Linked DNA regions of Mus musculus: all the other regions are linked to region 1. A link is a contact called in public ChIA-PET and HiChIP or PLAC-seq data. All regions are on one chromosome and are shown on one strand. The core of a region is the stretch at or near the end of the contact, and the rest is flanking DNA. Distances in the headings are between cores, read along the strand shown.

What was found. ChIA-PET counts read pairs in DNA pulled down with a chosen protein or histone mark. HiChIP or PLAC-seq counts read pairs in DNA pulled down with a chosen protein or histone mark.
Region 2: a FOXA1 HiChIP or PLAC-seq map of pancreatic cancer cells shows a contact between it and region 1. The contact joins two enhancer-like sites. A contact is called at or near these places in 1 of 115 datasets of contacts at active chromatin or transcription factors (pancreatic cancer cells) and 3 of 9 other capture datasets (adipose tissue, liver and pancreatic islet).
Region 3: a FOXA1 HiChIP or PLAC-seq map of pancreatic cancer cells shows a contact between it and region 1. The contact joins two enhancer-like sites. A contact is called at or near these places in 1 of 115 datasets of contacts at active chromatin or transcription factors (pancreatic cancer cells) and 2 of 9 other capture datasets (adipose tissue and pancreatic islet).
Region 4: an RNA polymerase II ChIA-PET map of memory CD8 T cells shows a contact between it and region 1, with 137 read pairs. The contact joins the promoter of Vgll4 here to the enhancer-like site in region 1. A contact is called at or near these places in 2 of 484 Hi-C or Micro-C datasets (the G1E-ER4 cell line and embryonic stem cells), 6 of 115 datasets of contacts at active chromatin or transcription factors (the HPC-7 cell line, bone marrow-derived macrophages, embryonic stem cells and 3 more) and 3 of 9 other capture datasets (adipose tissue, liver and macrophages).

The regions. Positions count from the first base shown.
Region 1 is chr6:114,658,687-114,661,527 of GRCm38.p6, forward strand. All of the region lies in intron 1 of Atg7 (autophagy related 7), which reads left to right. Among named protein-coding and RNA genes, the nearest start is that of Atg7, 17 kb to the left of the region's middle. Within about 2 kb of position 1,410, at least 144 of the 459 cell types and tissues checked have an H3K27ac peak or open chromatin away from gene starts, as enhancers often do. A contact at or near this core is called in the G1E-ER4 cell line, the HPC-7 cell line, adipose tissue and 5 more, where this site is marked.
Region 2 is chr6:114,981,418-114,984,258 of GRCm38.p6, forward strand. No RefSeq gene overlaps it. Among named protein-coding and RNA genes, the nearest start is that of Gm38876, 37 kb to the left of the region's middle. Within about 2 kb of position 1,419, at least 8 of the 459 cell types and tissues checked have an H3K27ac peak or open chromatin away from gene starts, as enhancers often do. A contact at or near this core is called in pancreatic cancer cells, where this site is marked.
Region 3 is chr6:114,346,543-114,349,383 of GRCm38.p6, forward strand. No RefSeq gene overlaps it. Among named protein-coding and RNA genes, the nearest start is that of Gm38875, 50 kb to the right of the region's middle. Within about 2 kb of position 1,444, at least 43 of the 459 cell types and tissues checked have an H3K27ac peak or open chromatin away from gene starts, as enhancers often do. A contact at or near this core is called in pancreatic cancer cells, where this site is marked.
Region 4 is chr6:114,920,451-114,923,291 of GRCm38.p6, forward strand. Vgll4 (vestigial like family member 4) reads right to left here and starts at 1,371. Exons shown (of 5, transcript NM_177683.3): 1 at 867-1,371. The coding sequence starts at 948.

The DNA.
Region 1 (2,841 bases), core at 160-2,659:
TGGGGGTAATATTTGTATTAGATTTCTACAACATCCTTTATATAGTATATTAGTTAGGGTTCTCTAGAACAGTTCTCTCTCAACCTGTGGGTTGTGACCACTTTGGCAAGCCTCTATCTCCAGAAATATTTACATTATGATTCATAACAGTAGCAAAATTACAGCTATGAAGAATCAACAAAATTAATTTTATGGTTGGGGGTCATCACTACATGAGGAACTGTATTAAAGTGTCACAGCATTAGGAAGGTTGAGACGCGCTGCTCTAGAGGATCAGAACTGATAGGATGAATCTATCGTATATGTACAATTGACAGTGGGTTAGACTATGGGCCAGCTAGTCCAACAATGGCTGTCTACCAATGGAAAGTCTAAGAATTCAATAGTTCAGTCCATGATGTTTCAATTGTATATATTTCTTCAGTATTCTCTGGAATCCCAAAGAAGTAGGCTGTAAGGCCAGTGAAGAGTAGACTGGCCAGTGAGAGCCAGGGCAAGCAGGCAGAGAGCAAGGGCTTCCTCCTTCCATGTCCACTATATAGGCAGCCACCGAAGGTGTGGCCTAGATTTAGGGTGGATCTTCCTATTTTAATGATTTAATTAAGAGAAATCAGTCACAGGTGTACCTACCCAGCTGCTTGGGTTTTAGTTAATTCAAGTTGACAACCAAGAACAGCCCCAACAGTTTCCATCTTTAAAAATATGTACACAATTCTCCTCATATCTGACACAATTGCCAAAGCCTTTTTTTCTTCTCCTATCAGTGGAGCACAGGGCCAGGAGGTGCTGACGTAATCAGCAGGGATAGCTCTGACAGTGCTGGGTAACTCCTGCCCTGCCAAACCATCCTCAAGCCTGTCCATACAGACAGTCAGTTTGGACAGAAAGAAACCTGCTCTCAATTTCCTTATTTCTGTATTGCTGTTACAGATACATAATACCAAGTTAGAAAGATTCAGAGATGATACAGTGTCTCTGTTAGTAGCTGACCCCTGACCCCTGGCCTTCCACTTCTTACTCTCCAGCCTCCTGCCCCCTGCTTTCTGCTCACCACCCCTGCCACCTACCCCCACCCTCAACTTCCTCCTTATCCTTCTGCATCCTGCTTACAGTTCTCCTCCTGCCCAGGCCCCCACCTCTAGTCCCTGGCCCCTGCTTCCTACTCCCTGTCCCTTTTCCCTTGACTCCCGATCCCCCACCTCTTGTCCTCCACTTACTGCCTCCTTTTCCTGTCTCCTACCTCCTACCCCCTGTGCCTTAGCCTTCCCCGCCCCGCTCCTTATTCCCATCTCACCTCCCCAGTTTCTTTCTCTTGGTAAGTTAGGTCATAAGCTTTGGATAAGTGTCATGCTGTGACATCTGTGCTCCCACATGTAAGTCACTGGGTGTGGCTCTGTTGATAGATTAGCACCAGGACTCTGTGGCAGATGAAGCCCTGGGAGGTTGTTGCCCAACCATGCTGTCATTTCCTTTCATCTTAGCTGTGGTTTGGCTGCTGGGATTCTTTTCTGTTACATGCCAAGCCCTCATCAAAGCCTGTCTTCTTTCACTAGAAGCAACACAGTCCCATCGGGAGACTTGGGTTTGACCCACACTCAGCATCAGGCCCTTGTCTGATCACAGTGCCCAGGTATAGGTGTGTTCAGCTTCTAAGATGACAAGAGGCTGAGGTCTCTCCTGCTCTACTCAGAGCTGCAGAGCCTAGCTCTTCAGGAGGAATGAGAGCCAGGGAGAGGCAAGACTGACTCCACCCCTGGGTGCACTTGTTCCTCCTCTAGGTCCCCTGCTCTTCCCATCCATCTTATGCATGGTTAGATTTCATGCTGTTAGATTCCTCAGAAGTCTAGCCTGTCCTAGATGCTTATAGCAAATTCCTTTGTTGGGTTACTGTGGGTGTTCCACCCTCCTGTCACAAAGTGAAACCCGGCCACACCCTCTGTGAAGTCAATAGGATCTTCTATTCTGACCAGATTTTCTCAAAGCCGCATAAGCCATAAAAAGTTTGAACCACGTGCTTTTTATGCTCTTTTAGCATGCCTCTTATTGCCTTTGGGGTTTGTTTGTTTTCCCTAGTACTTCCCTAGCTTTACAGAGGTGTAAACGACATTCTAAGTGGTCACTCATGGTGACCTTCCCAGCCCTTAAAGCTATAGAGGCTTTTTTGTTTGTTTTTAAATTTGTGGGATCCACCTCAGCAGGTCACCAGAGAACAGTCAGGGGAAAGTGAGTTGGGCCTGATCTTGGGGAGGGAGCTATGGACATCTGATTCTGCAGGCCTGAGTGCAGGCCTTTGCACTGCTGTGGCTCCTCGGCCTGTCTCCCCTTACATTAAGTGTTTAGCTTATATTGGAAGGAGATCAGTAGCAAATGAGTATCCAAACACAGGTTGTTGGTTAGCTTAAGAGAGGAAAGAATAAAGATTCTGAAAAGGTCTTTTCACACAGATCCTACTGTAGATGGTATGGCAGTTGTCATTGGATGGCTGCATACAATGTATAGCGTATGCTTGATGTGTATAGAAAGATGCTTAATGCTTGGAAGAATGAGCATCAAGGGAGAACACTTCCCATTGGCCAATTATGAGGTTTTGTAAAGGGATCTGGGAAGATCACTTAGCAAAGGGCATGAAGACCAGAGTTTGCACTCCAGAACCCATGTGAAAATACTGGACACCACCCAGCAAGGTGGCTCAGCAGTGGGAAGGTGCTTGCCACCAAGCCCAACGACCTCATTCATTCAGTCCCAGAACCTACAAGGTAGAAGGAAAGAACCAATTCCCACAAATTGTCCTCTGACCTCCTTGTGCATGGCATGATACACTTTCACACCCCATCTGCCTAG
Region 2 (2,841 bases), core at 169-2,668, 320 kb after region 1:
CCTAAACCAAGTGTCATAGTGAGTTTTCTGTTGTTATACCCAAATGTCAGAAGCATGGCAACTTTATAAAGAAATAAGGTTTGGGTTTGTTGGGTAAAGGTGCTTACCACCGAGACTAATGACTTGAGTTTGATCCACAGAACTCACACTGTAGAAGGGAAGAACCAACTGTACAAGTTGTCCTCTGGCCTACACACACACACACACACACACACACACACACACACACACACACACACACAAATTAATAAGTGTAGCTTTTTAATGTTTAAGAAGAGGAAAGGTTTCTTCGATTCATAATTTAGGAGGTGGGAAGTGCATGCGCATGGCCCCAGGTGTCTGGCAAGGGACTGTTTGCTGGCCGAGTCTCAGATGGTGCAGCAGTCATGGTGACAGATAGGGAGAGTCACACGAGTCCTGCTTCCTCTTCTTTATAAATCTGGTAGTTGTTTTGGTAGTTCCAGAGACTGAATCCAGGATGCCTGCATGCAAACAAGCCCTCACCCAGCCAACGGTATCCAAGGCCCTGGCTCCATCTTTGCACAGGTATCTGCATGTTGACCATAAGGCTACACCCTGAAGACCTGACAACCAAACCCCGAGCACCTACCTCCTGCAGTCCCTCCTCCAAGCATCTAACATCAGATCCCATGTCCCTCTTCAGTGTCTCACAGTGGGAGATCAAAGTTCACCTTTACAATGACTGTGATGACAGGTCTATCACTCACCATTTTTTATCTGAGCAAATCAATGCTCAGAGAGGTTCAGCTATTTCCCCAAGACTGCACAGCTGGCCTGACAGAGCCAGGCTGAAGTGCAGAGGACCATCTCAACCCACAACACCTTCCTGAGGAGCCACAACAGCAACTGAGCACATCTGACTAAAATTCTGTTCTCTCCAGTCTTCACACTACCCACATAGGAAGCTTGCTAGGTATGTCCTCTAAGCCTGAGAAACACTGGGAAAGCCTACTATCCTGAGCCTGGTTGGCGGGGTCCTTTCTCCCTACCTCCCTAGTTTCCTCAGCCCCAGCCTGGCCAGATGCCTACCCTAAGCTGGCAAAGGATGCCTTAGGAATGGCATTCACAGTTAGTTAGAGAGACCAGACAACACAATATCTAGGGATCTGGCAAAGAATGGCATAGCTACGTCTCATCAGAAGTCTGGACCTTGCAGACATCTTCCTCTGAGTGACCCAAAGAACAAGCCCACCAGGCAGCTTTCTATTGCTGTGGTAAGTACCATGGCTCAAAGTAGCTTGGGGAGGAACGGGTTGATTTCAGCTCACACTTCCCAGATCACAGTTCATCACTAACTGAAGCCAGGGCAGGAGCTCATGGGAACCAGCAGACAGGAACTGAAGCAGAGCCATGGAGGCGCGTTGCTTACCTGCTTGCTTCTCATGGCTTGATTTGATTGCATTTCTATATATCCCAGAGCCACCTGCTCAGGGGTGGCACCAGTCACAGTAGGCTGGACCCTCCTACACCAATCATTAATCAAAAAACAAACAAAACCAAACTTGCCCACAAGCCTCAAATAGAAACTTTTTCTCGACTGAGGCTCTTTCTTCCCAGATGGCCCTCGCTTGTATCACGTTGACAAAAACTTACCGGCACAGAATCTTTTTCAGGTGATGGGGAGGGACTTGGACAAGCAGACCAGCCTTCCAGTGTTAGGGACACTTGATTCTGTCCAGCCACGATGCTCAGCTTGACCCTGAAGAGAAGGACATTGTCACCTTTGCTATAAACTGCATTCAACAGTTGCTGCCAAGGCAGCTTGGTAAAGTACCCATCCTCTCACAACCAAGAGACCCCCAGAGCCACAGAAAAACCTCTAAGGAGTTCTGCCCTGCTGGCCACACCACTGAACAGCGCAGAGCTGACTGACTCATTCACCCTGTGGGGGATGCTGGCTATAGGGTCCAGATTTGCCAGACTGTTTGCACAACCCATCGTGATTTCATTCATAAAACATCTATCCTCCCCAAGGTAGATCCTGCTTCATGCCTGTTCATCCTCATGAGTGAAATTAGCATGGTCCAGCATCATATAATGACTGGTCATCAGGTAATCTGGGAGTCAAATTCTAGCTTTCCTTTTAAAAATAAGTTCCTTCGGGTCTTTATAGTACCTGGACTATAGTAGATGCTAAGTGTTGTTGCCTTTTGAGGTGCTCAAGACTCACGATGGTTTTCAATGTCACAGTTATTGAACAGCTACTGCATGTTAGATTCTGCCAACAGGACCTGAGAGTATGGCTTCTCCTCCCTTTACTGGTTACTGAATGCCATTCCCCATTTAATAAACATTTTTAGAAGAATTTTTGCGATGTAGTGTGTGTGTGTGTGTGTGTCTGTGTGTCTGTGTGTGTGTCTGTGTCTGTGTGTCTGTGTCGTGCATACACTGCTTGCAGAGCCTAGTCAAGGACATTGGATCTTCTGGAACTGGAGTTGCAGGCAGTTGGGTGGGTGCTGGTAATCCAACTTAGATCCCCTGCAGGAGCAGCCAGTGCCCCTAACCATGGGCCCATCTCTCCAGCGCCCTCTGTATACATTGGAAGTAGTAGTAGTAGTAGTAGTGTCTTTTCCATGCAGGTCAGGAGCCATCATTTCCTTGGGGTCCACTCTCTTCCTGACCCTCATCAGGGGTGTGCCAAGTAGATTCTGAGCTGATATTCACAGTGATGAATCCTTCAAGTCAGTAGTAAGTAGTCCTCTGCCCTCTATATGAACAGAATGTGGGCCCAGGATGCTCAGGAAGTTTCCTGGAGTTGCACAGCTAGGACTCTGGCTGAACTGTAGAGACAAGCAGACTAAGTACAGAGGGCCATGAGGA
Region 3 (2,841 bases), core at 194-2,693, 310 kb before region 1:
ACCTGCTCCCATTTGGAGAACTGGCTACCTCTGCTTTTCATGGAGAGAGGCTGTCGGGGCAGAATCAAGTTCCCAGTCTCAGCTAACAGCTTCTTCCCTGAGCTTGGCCTCCTACCCAGGAGCCAGGACTCCTTTGAAGTCCACCATCACTGTTTTATCTCTGAAAATACTTCACCATCTTGCAGTTCCACCCAGAGACCAGTGCCTCTTCCCTTCCCGCCTCTCCTCACCCTCTACACCAAGCTGGCCACAGGTCTCCTGCTAAGTTACAGCCTCTCTTCCTCTGAGCACCTCTGTGTGTGAGGAAGCCCAACATTTTACCTTCCCTGACATTCAAGGCTGACATGATTTGAACGTGTTCTCTGAGGATTCGGGTGTTAAGATTTAGTCCCTATTGTGAGGTATAGAGGGTGGGTGGAAACTTATATGGCCTTGTGTTGGAGGTAGGGGTCAGAAGGACAGGGGGTGGGACTAGATAAAGACTTCTGACAGTGGCTTACTCAGGAGAGAATGGGTGGGTTATACATATGTTCCCAGTCTATGTGATGCCCTGTGCCTCTGCCCTAGTCACAGTCAGCAAGCAACCTTGGTGTTCCAGAGCATAGATGAAAAGGACCTCACTTATTGTCTTATTTAAATGTTTGTTTGATACAAGGTCATCATAGCCCAGGCTGACTTTCAACTCTCTCTGTGGCTGAGTCTAAAGTCCCCCTGGTCTCACCTCGGCAGAGAGACTGGGCTCTGCTGGCCTCATAGGGCTTTGTGCAAGCACTGTACCATTTCACGGAGAGGAACTGCACCCATGGATGCAGTGTCTGTTGTGGTCCTAAAAATGACCCCCTCAAGTCCTAGAGGTGAATATTAGCACCTGAACATTTCCCCAGACCACAGTGTACCACTATGTACATAATATTTTTCTTACAGAGTACTGGGTTTTTTTGTAAAGAATAAAATACCAGTCTATCCATGGGCATCTCCTCTTCTTCCTCTTCCTCTTCCTCTCCCTCTTCCTCTTCCTCTTCCTCTTCCTCTTCCTCCCCTCCCTCTCCCTCCTCCTCCTTCTCCTCCTCCCCCTCCCCCTCCTCTTCCTCCTCCTCTTCCTCCTCCTCTCATTCTCCCTCTCCCTCTTCCTCCTCTTCCTTCTCTTCCTCCCCTCCCTCTCCCTCCTCCTCCTCCTCCTCTTCCTCCTCTTCCTCCTCTTCCTCCTCCTCTTCTTGTTACAGTTAGAAAACCCCACCCTGGAACCCCTACAGGGCGGCAGAGGCTATACCTTAATTATCTCCCCGACTCTCAGAGCTCAGGTAGTAATGGATGTTTGCTCAGAGCAGTGAGTACTTAGAGGAAGGCATGGTTATTTAAATGTGAACGGAAGAGTCTATAATTGAATGGATAAGCAAACACATCCGTGAGTAAGTGAAGGCATGAGTCACCAAATGAAGTGACAGATTACAGCCCCAGCAGGTCTGTGATTGGGTTATTCCAGCTCCGGCACCCTCAGACACCTGTGGTTGTGCTTGCAGGGATGCGCCTCTTCCTTAGTCGCCCGAGAGGAGAGGGGAGATTTGAAACTGCGCAGGTATTGCCCCCTCCAAGATGCCTCAGACCTGACTCCACTTTCTGAGCCAAGGCCTGGAATCCACCGCGGCTAAGGATGCCCAGAGAACTCTGAACAGCTCATCCCTGTATCCCTGAACTGTGGCTGAAGGTCAGTGGGAGGAGTAGGGTGTTTGCCACAAGGACAGGGCCAGACCTCCCACATCTTCAGAAGAAGGGAGACTTCTGGTGAGTCCATGTCTCCTCCTCCACACCCCAGCCCCACAGTGAGGGGGCGACAGAGCCATGAGCAGGAGCCAGCGGTTGCCATGACAACACATTAAGAGACGTGAAGCTGCTTTCAGTTTTCAGTTTCAGCTTCTGGAAAGGGGTCAAGCATGTGGGGCAGAGAGAAGAGTCAGGAGGGGGAAATCACAGCCACCCCCACTCAGTCTCACAGTTAACCACAGCCCAGTGCACTGTGTGCTCCGAGTCCCTCCTTCTGGTGTGTCACTTCCTAGGACACTCAAAAGGAACCTGAGAAGTGGTGATCCCACCTCATGGTCAGAAGGCTGGGTCTGAAGTCACTTGCCCACCCAGGTGGTAGCAGAGCTGGTTCTTGCATTGGGTTCCTGACTACAAAACCTTGTTTAACAGACCCAAAGATTCTAGAATCCCACTGGGTTAGGGCAGTACACTTTATTGGTCCATTAAACAAGACACTTACCCAGGAAGGTTCAGATCTACAGGCACTCAAGCAGAAAAGCTTCTAGGATTTGCTCATACATACAACAAAGCACATGTATGCACACACAGCAGTTATGTATGCGTGTGCACACATTCATGCCTATGCACATTCATGCTCACACATAGACACAGCTGCAATCACACAGGCAGGCACACACCTGTATATCCATGGAAGCAGATTTTAAAAAATGCTTCTTTTGACACGCAGCTTTGGAGTTCCTCCCCTCTTAAAATGACAGTCTGTTTCCTTAGCCACTGAACTTGGCTGTGTGATGATATTCTGGCCCATGCAAAATTAGCAAGCACAGAGTTGGGGAGATGGGTGGGTCTGTCAAGTGTTTGATTCACAAGTATGAAGACCTGAGTTAAGATCCCCAGGATCCTCATAAGATGCTGGGCATGGTGGCTTGTGCTTAGAACTCCTAATTCCAGTGACAGAGAGATGGGAGGCAGAAGCAAGCAGATCCTTGGAGCTTCCCATCCATCTAGCCTAACCTACTGGGAAAAATTCTAGGCCTGGGAGAGACCCTGTATCAAACAAAGGTGGAAGGTTCCTGAGGA
Region 4 (2,841 bases), core at 121-2,620, 260 kb after region 1:
GACTCCCGGCAGCCCCAGGTCTCTCCCTGCCCGGCCAGTGCCACAACTCAGCCCCATTACCCTGGTCTCAAATCGCACGTAGGTAAGATTCCAAAAGATGGGATTGGGGTTTTCTCCAGAGAAGCTTAACTTACTACAGGGAGTGCCCAGGGGAAGGGGAGGTGATGGGCAAATCTAGGGGTGGGGGTATTTTCCACTTTCTTCAGCCTTCCGGCTGCTTATGGTGTAATTGCCAGGGACTGGGGTTGGAGGGAGCCTGTCTCACTGTCAGCTCTCTGCACAGGAAATGGGGCGGCAGACAAAGAGCCCGGCCTGGGCTCCCTGACACCAGGCCCTGCCAGTCCCACAAACCTCACAGGAAAAAAACCCCTTGATGCCTGAGACAATGGCTCAGGAAAACAACAACTTACTGTGGCTTTCTGCTGTTGTTCCTCTACCACATGAAATTCAGAGCAAGGGTCCACACCGAACACTGTACACGGTGATACGTTTAAAAATAAGTCCCAAGGCCCCTCCCCTCTACTCCAGCACCCACATGTTTAACTTCTCCTTACTTCTGTAAATTCCTACTTATGCATAAAATGCCAACAAAATCAAAAGAGAAAAATCACTTATAATGTAACGATCTTGTCAGACCTTGCTAGTACATCACAAGTAAACTTTTAACAGCGTGTCTCCTCCAGCCCTCCCCGGCTGCCACCCTCCTGCCGGGCAAAAGCGAACTGTCCTGAAATGGTACACAACTCTCTTTCCACTCGCTCCACCATCACAAGAAAGACAAGAAAATGTTCATAAGCCAGTCAAAGCCCCCCTCCAAAGGAGGAGTGGCCATCACAAAAGCAAAGAGTACATTCTAGAACATCTACCTTCATAGCACAGAACGCCGATATTGTTGTTCATCTTGTCCAAGTATTGGTAGTTCAACAGGTCCATCTTCATAAACAGCATTTATCTGTCCGGCTAGCAAAGAAAAACAGTTCTTTGCTTTCACCCCCAAAGAGAAAGTTTCAAAATTCAGTCTTAGCTGAGTAGCTCCAGGCTCTCCTAAAACTTCAGGAAGACAGAGGCCCAGCCTCAGGAGATCAAAACAAAGTATGTAAAAGGTTTTTAAAAATCATACACACACACACACACACACAAAAATCAGACTCAAACAAAACCCGTCAAGGGCTTGTGGAAGGTGTCTGATTGTGTCTTCTATTCGGCTTTAAAAAATCATTTCAGAAGACTTCTCGAGCCCGTCTTGGGGGTTTAAAAAGAAAGCAGTAAAAAAGAAAAACACAAAGCACATTTCTCAGGACAAAGGCACTCTCCCTCACAGCCCGCTGCAAGCTGACTGCACTGACATGCGGGCTATGCTTGGTATGACTCGTATGTAAACCAGCTTCCTCTGCTTTTGGGAGGGGGTAGAGGGCTGCTGTGAGCATGCTCACTGGAGCCTCGGCTCAGGCTCCAGGCGCTGCAGAATTAGCAGGAAGCAGAAAGAGGCGGGGGCAGTGAGGCACAGGGGGTGAGGAGAGCCTTTCCTCCCCGGAGCCAGAGGCCGGCAGAGGCAGAGGCCGAGGAAGTAAACCCCAGCAAGTTTGTGGGTGTTTTGTTTGTGGGGGAGGCTAAGCACAAAGTTTAAAAAAGAAAATCTGCTGTGGAAGCAAAGTACAGGGAATTTAACTTTCCGTGACTTCGTTGCAAGGGCTGGGAATCCAGGGCTTCCACAGGGGTGTGCTCTGTTTGGTACAAGGTTTCTTTGTTTCTTTGTAAGATGGGTTTATTAAGTCCAGGGACACAGCGAGTGTTTACATTTTCTTTTTTTTTTTTTTTTTTTTTTTTTTTTAAAGATTTTATTTATTTATTTATTATATGTAAGTACATTGTAGCTGTCTTCAGGTCTCATTATGGGTGGTTGTGAGCCACCATGTGGTTGCTGGGATTTGAACTCAGGACCTCTGGAAGAACAATCAGTGCTCTTAACCGCTGAGCCATCTCTCCAGCCCGAGTGTTTACATTTTCAAAGTCAATGTTACATGTAACTTCCTTCCTAAACTCTGTAGCTGTACAGATGGACAGGACACCAGAGGCAAATCCGTCCTCAGAAGAGTAAACAGATCTGGGGACAAGTGAGTGGCCTACAGGTCTCTCTCTCCCTCTCTCCCTCCCTCTCTCTCTCTCTCTCTCTCTCTCTCTCTCTCTCTCTCTCTCTGTGTCTGTCTGTCTCTCTCTCTCGCTCTCTCTCTGTCTCTCTGTCTCTCTGTCTCTGTCTCTCTCTCTCTCTCTCTCTCTCTCTCACACACACACACACACACAAACACACACACACACACACACAAACGGGGGAGTGGGGAGCTGGCTGGAGAGGTGGTTCCGAGCACTGGCCACTTTTGCAGAACACTTGAGTTCAGTACCCAGCACTCATAAGCACCTGTAACTCTATTTCCATGGAACCTGACTCCCTCTTCTGGCCTCCATGGGTACCGCATGCAATGACACACAGACATTGGAAAAAAAAAATGTACAAAAAAAAAAAAATACTTTTTAAAAATCTGTTTTCCAAACTCATCTGGGAGGTTGTGACCAATCATGGAAACTTTAAAAATGTTCCAAGTTCAAATCCAGAGCAGTGCTGAGCTTCATCAGCATCATGGAAGAAAGGAAAAGACCTGCTCTAAGTGACTCTGCTGCAGCCTGGCAGAGTGGCACCAGCCTGTAATTCTAGCAGTCGGAATCCGAGGGAGAGGAACTGCCACAAGTTCCAAGACCTCTCTGGGCTACTGTCAGCTCTGTCACACCTTCCCAAGACTTCATTACAGTCACTTATTTTAAGATTGAAGCAATCCCCTACAGATG